3 separate regions of the Sus scrofa genome follow, and all the other regions are linked to region 1. The links are chromatin contacts, called in public HiChIP or PLAC-seq maps. All regions are on one chromosome and are shown on one strand. Each heading gives the region's core, a stretch centred on a gene start, on an enhancer-like site or on the middle of the called end of the contact. The rest is flanking DNA. Distances are from core to core; before and after follow the strand shown.

Region 1 (3,139 bases), core at 343-2,842:
AGCTACTAAACCATGAAAACACATGGAGGAAACTTAAATGCTTAATAGCAAGTGAAAAAAAGCCAAACTGGGAAGGCTCCATACTGTCTAATTCCAGATATGTGACATGCTGGAGAAGGCAAATTGTGAAGACAGTAACAAGCTCAGTAGTCACCAGGGTTAGGAGTTAAAAGGGGGAGATAAATAGGCAGAGCACAAAGGATTTTTAGGACAGTGAATCTATTCTGTCTGATATGACAATGGTAGTAGCTACATGCCGCTACACATTTGTCAAGTCCATAGTTTCAACAAGATTGAACTGTAATGTGAACTATGGACTTTGTGCAATAATGATGTGTCAGTGTAGGCTCTTCACCTGGAACAAATGTACCACTGTGGTGGTGTGGGGACAGGAGATGTATAAGAACTCTCTGTACTTTCTGCTCAGTTTTGCTCTGAACCTAAACCTGTGCTAAAAAATAAAGCTTATTTTTTAGAGAAATAGACAAAACATAGTTAAACCAATATTAGCCCAAGTTTGTTGAGAAATAATTACACATTAGGCAAAATAATTTGTTGTAGTCCATGTTTAAGTTAAGGCTATTCATGCACCACAAAAGGCTACATGTCCTGGATGTCTTTTGCCAAATGTTTTAACTTGGGTAAAAGAAATCAAGAAATCATTGTATTAACGAATTCAAGCCCAGCTTAATAACTCAACAATTTCTCCCAAACTGGCAGGTTAGAGATAAACCATTGGCTGCCATCCAGAAGTCTTATATCAAGAAGTAGCAATCACTGCTGTGGCTTGGGTCACTGCTCTGGCTTGGGTTTTATCCTTGGCCTGAGAACTTCTGTATGTCACAGGTGCAGCCAAAAAAAAAAAAAAAAAAAGGAAGGAGAAGGAGAAGCAATCACCTTGTTCATTTTCTGAGAAATAATAAGTTGAACTTTGAACATGGCTATCTCCAGAGTGGCAATTAGTTGAATGTTGGTTCTTGGCTTATAATGCTTAGGATGAAAAAATGACAGAACAGGGTATAAATGTCTTTCAAGAGTCATAGTGAAGTATCTAATTTTCTGTTGGCCATATCCACTCTTTCAGGAGATGGATTCTCTTGGCGTGTGAGTCAATAGATTTGGCAAGATGGGATTTTAGCCTCTGTCTCCAATTCTGCCCAATGTTTTAAATGCAGATATAATTGAAGACAATTTTTTATCCTTTCCATTTTTATCCATTTAAATGAGAACTCTGAGCATGAAGAGCAGTGTTTTGAGAGTAATCAATATTTAAAATATTAAAGTATATAGCATCACGAGGCCCTCTAGTGGCTGGCCCACAGGAAAAGTGCCTCAAAAGCCCCAGAGAATATAGGAATTCTCCCTTTCTACAAGCGAAATAATGTTCCCAGTAAAGTATGCTCTTATCTTGGATTCCTTTAAAGAAAAGAGTGGGGCTTTATGTTCATTTGCCATTGCCTGAGTACCTTGAAGATACAAACATGTCAAATTAATAATAATTATTGCACCACAAACATTATAACCACTGAGTAAGACCAGTGGGTAGATGTGGTCACTATGGTTGGATTTACCACCAGACCTGAGAGATGATGAGAAAGTTCTTTTGGGATGGATCTGTCACTGTTGATTCTTTTCCATCATTGAAAGAGCTGCCCTGGAAGTGAGCTGTGACTCCTGGGCAGGTAGAGCTCTATACAAAAAAGAAAAGAACAAATATTAGACCCAATTCAAAAGAAATCAGAAAAATTGATTATAGGAATTGTTTTCTACATTCTTCCATTCCCAAGAGTAGCCACTGAGAGGATGTATATGTGTGTGTGTGTGTTTGTATGTTACATGAATATATAAAAGATGCTTTATAAGACTGAATAAATGTTTAATAAAATTAGGCAAGGTCTTAGAATTGTTTCATCTTCTAAGCTTCAGATAATTTCAGGCAACTAAAAACTTTAAAATGCCTATAAATTGTTGATTTGTACATTTTCCTTTATGGTTTTGAAACTAACCTGATTATTTTAATCCAATTGAAGACATCTCTTTAATTTTTTCTTCTGGATAACAAGTCACAAGCTTCCCATTCTTATATTCTTCACTGATAAATCTCTGTTTTTTTCAGATAGATAAAGTCCCATGACAATAGATCCATTTAAAGGAAAACATTCTTTACAGTAAAGCTGTTTATATGACCTGGCAGACACTGGTCTATAATGACAGTGCTTTGGGGAAAGTAACTGAAGCCTTTTCTCCTTAATAAACTCAACAAATGTTTTTATTAGTCTCCCTCGATGCCCCTGCTAGTCTGTATGATAAAATTAACTAATTGTTGGCAGTTGGCATGGGGGAGAAGGATTGAAACACTTACTGCAGCTTAGACCTTAACAGGCCTTATGTCCTTCTGTTACATAGTAGGAACTTTTCAACGTTCTTGCCTCTTTCTTACAATCAAACATTCTAACCTCCCTACAAGGAAATGCTATGACTGCTAACAAATCCATAAGCAATCCCAACCATCCACCAAAACAAAGAAGTGTACCCATATACCAATTTTTTTTTTTTAAGGAAGGTTTTGGGGCTGGCATTAGGGAAAATAAAATGGGAGAGCTGTCTGAAGGTGAAATTTCCCTTTCCTATCTTTCCCATTGACTTTGTTTGTTTCCCTAGTTTTTATTTATTCCTGGCCTTAGTTCCTTCTCTCCAGGTCCATAAGACTGTGAACATTATTTCCCGTAATATATCCATTATCTTAAAATTACCTTCTAATGAAATGAGTTGTTAGGTTCACTGTTTGTTGTAATAAAATTTTACCTGCTTTCCATTGAGCTTTCAACCACCCCCTGCCACGGCCCCCTGACTTTCATCTCTGCTGTTTCTATAGCTAATGTATTTGGTGATTTTTTCAACTCTTCTTTCACTTTCTAAAGGCAACCTGAATCCATCCAATCCTCTGAGTACTGGATCCAGAAATATGTGGGTCCTGCATACACTAGATTCAGATGACTTCAGGTTTACAGGATTCGCAGAGAAGCCTAGTTACTTTCAAGTGATCCAAGGGACCAAATCATTCTGAACCTAAGTCAGAGGAGATTTGTTTTGGTAGGTTAATCTTGGTTTTGATCCTGCCTTTCCAGTATTCTCCTCC
Region 2 (3,139 bases), core at 434-2,933, 170 kb before region 1:
GCAGTCCACTACATGACAAAGATACTGTCTAAATATTTCATCCTGAATTATAATATGCCATAAGGACCAAAGATTTTACATTATGGGAATTTGTTCATGGCTTTAGGTATTGCCTGCAGATTGATGATCCCCAAATCCACTTTGCTAGGCCTGTCTCTTTCCCAAAACTTTAATCCATGGTCTCCAATATTCCACTGGCTCTTTCTACCGAAATGTCTAGCTAGCACTATTTCAAAGGCCTTAGGTCCCTACGGAGCTCCTTTCCTCTTTCTCCAAGCATGCTTCCTCCTCTCTTTTTTCTGTTTCCATCAGTTCTACTGATCTCTCACTCAAGGCCTCTGAGTCTTCTTTGACTCTTCCTGCACCTGTGCTCTAGATATGCCCCCAGCTGCCCAAGTCTTCCTGGTTGTGCCACAGAATCATCTTTGCCCCCTCTTTTCCTCTCACTGTGGTCATCCCAGCCCAGATCCGTGTACTTTCATTGTTGTGGAACTGCAAATGTTTCCCAGGTGCTAAGTGGACTTCTATTTGCCCTTGACTTCACCGTATAGAGAGATAGTGAATTTATTCACTAAAACATTGTATTTTATCAGAACACAATGGGAAGCATTTCCCTAGTCTAAAGTATTCCATAGCTTCCTATTAGCTTTAGTTTGAGTCCAACACCATCCCCCAAAGACTCTGAGGTCTCGATATGGTTTCCTCTGTTGCCCTCTGGGATAAGGAAACTTTAGTCACTTATGCCTATCTTGCTTTATTATTCCAGCTTGTCAAAATAATTTTGGTTCTCTCTGTCATTCAATGTGTTTGTTATCCAGCTCAGTTTTGCATCAGAAAATGTGCTGATAAATACCATTTAAATATTACAGAATGAGAATACAAGGATAAGCCCTAGGAATTTCTGTAGGACTGTTTTTTTTTTTTTGAACTGGGGGCTAAGGTTGCCATTGATCTTGGAAAATGATACTTCACCTTCTTCTTTTTTTTTTTTTTTTTTTTGATACTTCACCTTCTGTTACATCCTCTCCTAAATATTTCATTGTTCTTTGGGCCATTCCTTTATTCATTCATCAAACATTGATTGAGTTCTTCCTTTCCCAAAAACCATTTTTTTCTCATTCTGGGTAAGTATCTTTCTGCTTGGATGCTTGCAATCTAATCCTTTCATGAAATGTTGGGGCCAGCATTTATTTGTTTGTCTTGTTTACATCTGAGAGACTTATCAGAGCTAAAAGCTGTTGATGGGTGTTGACTCCTCTGGAGAAAAGTTAGACACTTATGAGTGTATTTTTTTTTTTTTTTTTTTTACAGCTGTACCTGTGGCATATAGAAGTGCCTAGGCTAGGGGTTGAATTGGAGTTGTAGCTGCAGGCCTATGCCACAGCCACAGCAATACCAGATCCAAGCTGCATCTGTGACCTGCACTGCAACTTGTAGCAGTGCCAGATCCGTAACCCAATGAGCAAGGCCAGGATCAAACCCACATCCTCACCGGGACTACGTTGGGTCCATAACCTGCTGAGCCACAATGGGAACTCCCTAGACACTTGTTTTGACATCCATTTTTCTATATTGTTTCGGTTACCATTGCTACATAACAAACACCCCCTCAAACACAGTAGTGTAACGCAATAACTGTATGCTTTGGGGGCAGGGATTCAGAAAGGGAACAGTGGAGGGTGACTTGTTTGAGCCTCCCCTCCCCACATGTGAGGTCTCAGCTGAGAAGTTTCAAAGTCTGAGGTTGCCTCAACAGCTGGGGAAGAGAGTCATCTGAGAACTTGTTCACTCACATATCTGGCACCTGGGAGAGGACTCGAGGACCATGATGGCTCACGGGAGTGCCTTCCTGCAGCCTCCCTGTGTGGCTTGGCTTCCTCACAGCATGGCAGCCTCAGAGAGTCAGACTTCTTACCTGCTGGCTCAGGGCTCCCACAATGACCATCCCTGTGAATAAAGTGGAACTGTATTGCTGTCCATAACCAAGCCCTGGAGTCACTCAGTTGCACTTCTATCATGTTTTATTGTATACATTTGAGTCACAAACTTCCCAGATTCAAAAGCAGGGGATATAGACCTTACCTGTCACTAGGAAAAATGTCAATAAATGTGATGATATGCTTTAAAATTGCCACTTATGGGAACTGAGAAATCAGCTGTAGCTACTGCCTTTAGAAACATGACCCAGTCGTCTGGTATCCTGGGAAATTTGCTGGCTTATTCAGTGCAAATTTGAATCAGGTAACTCAGGATAAATTAACCTGAAGAAATGTAGCAATTACTTGCTTATACTTATCAAAATTCAGCCAGGGCTAGATTTTTTTTTTTTTTTTTTTTTTTTTTAGGTTGGAGCCCATTTGTATGAAAAGAGATCTGGTAAGAACTTGTCTTCATTTTCTTTTTTTCTTCTTTAAGAGGCTAGAGTTATTATTTCTTTTAAGGCTTAAAAAAAGCAGCTGGTGGGGGGGGCTTCTGAGAATTTCAACATTTGGCAGTTGGTAATAAGTGGGAAATGTGATTACATAAACCCCAGTCTGGGTTAAGAGGCAGGTGGTATTTTTGGAGAAGTCGGTGTCAACTTGAGGCTGCAGCCACACTGACCACCTCCAGCCCATCTGCAGAGACGTTTCTGTCTCCAGCAATGAAAGCCCCCTCCTTCTGCCTGCTTTGCCTGCCTTTCCAAGTTCCCCTTTTTTTTGACTTTGAGTTTCAGCTTGATGAATTATCAAGAGGACTGGGTCACTGGATTCTACCTGTGAGGACTGCAGAGGCTGTGGCTGTGGAGAGGGGCAATTTTCTGTTCTCCTAACATCTGTGTTGACATTTATTCTTCAAATTCTCATTGAGAACCTTTTATGTCCCAAGCATTGTGCTAGGGAATATCATTACAAAACATGAGCAAAATCAGACATCATTCCTGCCTTCATGGAGCTTACAAATAAGGAATCCCCTGGAGATGCAATTCGTCCAGCTACTTGGGAGAGGTGTGAAGTGATCTGAAAGTTTTTACTAAGTGGGTGTGGCATTGGGTGGTCAGGGCATGTTCCCTAAGGAAGAAGCAATTGAGCTAAGGACTACGGCATGAGCAGGTGCCTCAGGAAAAGAAGGGAGATTGATCTAGAAATAGGGAATGGCCACT
Region 3 (3,139 bases), core at 337-2,836, 140 kb before region 1:
CCTTTAAGACAAAAATAGTAAAATAAAATCCAAATACTGAATAAAACACTTCTCTCATTTAATGGCATTTTAAAAACAGAATGTACTTTGGGGAGCAGTTTTAGGCTGCCAGCAAAATTGAGCTGAATGTAGAGATTTCCCCTAAGTCCTCGCACAAGCACAGCCTCCCCACCCCCATCCACATCCTCTTCTAATGGCATTTTTTTATGCATGAAAAAAGCAAGCTAGCGAGGCTAATGTAGCCAGATTGGCTGTTGTGTTCTGGCTGCGTGGGGGCACGAGCGTGGTTCTGTGTAGAAGTGAGTCCATGGGGGCGGAGGCTCTGTCTTCATTTTTTTGGTGTTACTTCAGCCCTGAAAACAGATCTTTACACATGGTTTATGGAACTGAAATGAATTTAAATAACTTGTCAGCTGATCTGTACCCAGCCTTTCAGAAGAGACTCGGAGGAATAAGCTGCTTGACAATTAGACAGCATTTTCTGCTTGAAAGTTGTTTTTAACAACCACAAATCTGGAAGTGTGTCAAAGCAACAATTTTGTGATTCATTTGGGTAACACTGTCTTTCCTGGAATGAAAGGATTCCTTTTCATATAGAAATTGAAAAAGAACTACACTTTTATTTTAAAGTTACAGTTGACAGTGTTTTGTAGATGAGAATAATTTCAAGTCACAGAAATATTTTCTTAGCCCATTGTCTATGAGAGTGTATAGTGTAAGAAATAAGCAGTCTTAAGAATGAGCTAAATAAAGTATTTTCTCGTGGGCAACCCACCGTGGCCCCTGATACCACCAACCTCTGCTCATGTATCTTAGAATGAACATAAGATTGACTGTACTTGTCATTGCCTTTTATTGGTCAATTGATGTTTAAATCCTTATTCAATGATTTCATAACATATGTCTGGTTGGTAGCAAATGTTTTTTGAATTAACAAGAAGGCAGAATATATACCTGTCCCTCTCAGTAGATTGTGAGAGTTTGAGAGCAAGAATGTCTCTCTCTAATTCAGTTTTCTCAGATTCACACCATCCCCCACCATGCAGCACAAATGTGACATTTTAATTTCTTAATAAGTGTTAATTTATTCTTTTGAGCAAGTGGCTCTTTGTGGATATCTGAATGTCCAGCACTAATTTTCTGATTAGTCAGAAAACTCTATGAGAACTTGGATTCATAGATGGTATTTTGCATAAGTAAAATGTTGAAGAAACAAAAAAAAAGTCCTAGATAAGAAAAAATTGTGAATCCTTGTGATTCTATTCTTATTCATGCTTCTTTTTTTTCCCCTCTAAGAAGATGTGATTACCATTTTTTATTGCTATGAGGTTTAGGACAATGTCAAGATGTGAATGTAAACTTTCAGTTTAAGAATATAGTTTGAAACTCGTTCAGTTATTTTAAGATTTACTTGCTTTTTTCCTTGAAATAGAGTTCTGGACTTTCTGACACTTCCCTTTAGAAGCGAGGTTTCTTTGAATAACTGAGGCCTTAAGAAAAGTTACAACACTGCTGTCTTCAATCCATCCACAAGACTGTCTTTGCACGCAAGCACCCATTGACGTCAGCAGACCTTGGGTGAAGTTCTTTTTTTTTTTTTTTTTTTTTCTATCACTGGGAACTGTGGAGTAGAGGTGGTGGGGTGAGGTGCATGGGACTTGTCTGTGTGCTAAGGATGAACTGACTGTGATGAAATTTGGAACGTTACAGTTTTCTAATAAAATTGGGTCTTGTGTTGGTTTCCCATAGGACAAGAAAAATATATATATACCCAGAGTGATGTTTATTCCAGGAACTTTAAAAATTCTTCCATCATATTTGCTAGACTGACAGCTATTTTATGGTTTCTGAGGACTGGCCCGTGTTAAAGGATTTGACATTTGACTTTGGAAAAGAGTAACTCTGAGCTGAATCTATTAGGCTCCGAATCTGTTTTATGAGTAGAGATCATTGCCTTCTCCTTAGGGCCCGTGCGTCCACAGAGAGGAGGGTGTGTTCGTATCTGCCTCTTAAATTCATGCCTGAATACTATCAGAAACATCTATGGCACCACACATTTCTGAGATATAAAATAATTCATTGTTTTTATCCAACATTTTCCAACCTTCACCTTTGTGGTTCGGGATTTTGATTTACTCCCCAAACTTCCTACCCTGCTACATACAAGCAAATAGTCACTTTTTTCTTTAGTCACTATATCTAGAATTATTCTATTTGATTAGCAAATTTTTGTTGTGTGTCTGTGTGCCTAGCTCTGTACAGCTATACCAAGTTTTAAAAAAATGTAATATGACCTAAACACACAGCATTTATGAGAACAAACACTCTTTAAGGTAGTTGAAAAATCTCAGTTTAATTGCAGTGTGTAGAAGAGAGGGGTGGTGGTTATCTGTAGGAGTAAAAGCTTGATGGAAGAGATGGGACTTTTAATGGACTTTGAAGATTTAGCATAAGATACATAAACTATCAAAAAGACACCAGAGGACAGGAAACTTTAAAATTAATTCTGGGCTTTTTGGGGTCGACTATGGAGTCATGTGTAGACAAAGTTTCAAGTTGAGCTATGTCTTCTTAGAGGTCAGCATGTGCCTGTGAATTCTTATTACACTGTGTTCCTTTTATTTTTAGCTCCCATTTGATTGTGCTCATAAGGTTGTTACTAATACTGATGAGAACTGTGGGTACAGAAACACTTTGAAAAGAACCTTTCCTAAATTGATTTAGTTCTTTAGTTAATTTGAAGGGGAAACTGGACAAAAAAAGAGTAACCAAATACTGTGAAACCCCTAAATTTCTTAACTTTAGGCCAGGTGTTCACTGCGAATCTTATTCATTCTAATCATTTGCAGCTTCATTTAAATTAGGTGAACACGAACACTTTTAGTATCCTGGTTCACTCTTTGCCAAGTAGAGCTTTCACCTAGTTGACCAATCAGTGAGTGAATATTGATTGGGCATCTTTTATGTGCTCAGATTTCTTGTATCTATAATTTAAATTTTGTCTTTTATTTTATTTTATTTTGTTTGGTTTTTTTTGTTTGTTTGTTTTTTTGTTTTTTGTTTTGCTTTTGAGGACTGTATCCATGGCATATGCAGGTTTCCAGGCTAGGGGTCGAAATGAATCTACAGCTCCTGGCCC

Evidence for each region. HiChIP or PLAC-seq counts read pairs in DNA pulled down with a chosen protein or histone mark.
Region 2: a contact with region 1 is called in an H3K27ac HiChIP or PLAC-seq map of alveolar macrophages. The contact joins two enhancer-like sites. A contact is called at or near these places in 1 of 47 Hi-C or Micro-C datasets (embryonic fibroblasts) and 1 of 2 datasets of contacts at active chromatin or transcription factors (alveolar macrophages).
Region 3: an H3K27ac HiChIP or PLAC-seq map of alveolar macrophages shows a contact between it and region 1. The contact joins two enhancer-like sites. A contact is called at or near these places in 1 of 47 Hi-C or Micro-C datasets (embryonic fibroblasts) and 1 of 2 datasets of contacts at active chromatin or transcription factors (alveolar macrophages).

The regions. Positions count from the first base shown.
Region 1 is chr1:71,956,669-71,959,807 of Sscrofa11.1, reverse strand. It overlaps a transcript of PREP not described here. Among named protein-coding and RNA genes, the nearest start is that of PREP, 320 kb to the right of the region's middle. Within about 2 kb of position 1,592, at least 1 of the 83 cell types and tissues checked has an H3K27ac peak or open chromatin away from gene starts, as enhancers often do. A contact at or near this core is called in alveolar macrophages, where this site is marked.
Region 2 is chr1:72,123,590-72,126,728 of Sscrofa11.1, reverse strand. It overlaps LOC110260408 (a long non-coding RNA gene), which reads left to right. Exons shown (of 8, transcript XR_002343654.1): 4 at 2,346-2,376. Among named protein-coding and RNA genes, the nearest start is that of PRDM1, 180 kb to the left of the region's middle. Within about 2 kb of position 1,683, at least 2 of the 83 cell types and tissues checked have an H3K27ac peak or open chromatin away from gene starts, as enhancers often do. A contact at or near this core is called in alveolar macrophages, where this site is marked.
Region 3 is chr1:72,098,683-72,101,821 of Sscrofa11.1, reverse strand. All of the region lies in intron 4 of LOC110260408 (a long non-coding RNA gene), which reads left to right. Among named protein-coding and RNA genes, the nearest start is that of PRDM1, 210 kb to the left of the region's middle. Within about 2 kb of position 1,586, at least 10 of the 83 cell types and tissues checked have an H3K27ac peak or open chromatin away from gene starts, as enhancers often do. A contact at or near this core is called in alveolar macrophages, where this site is marked.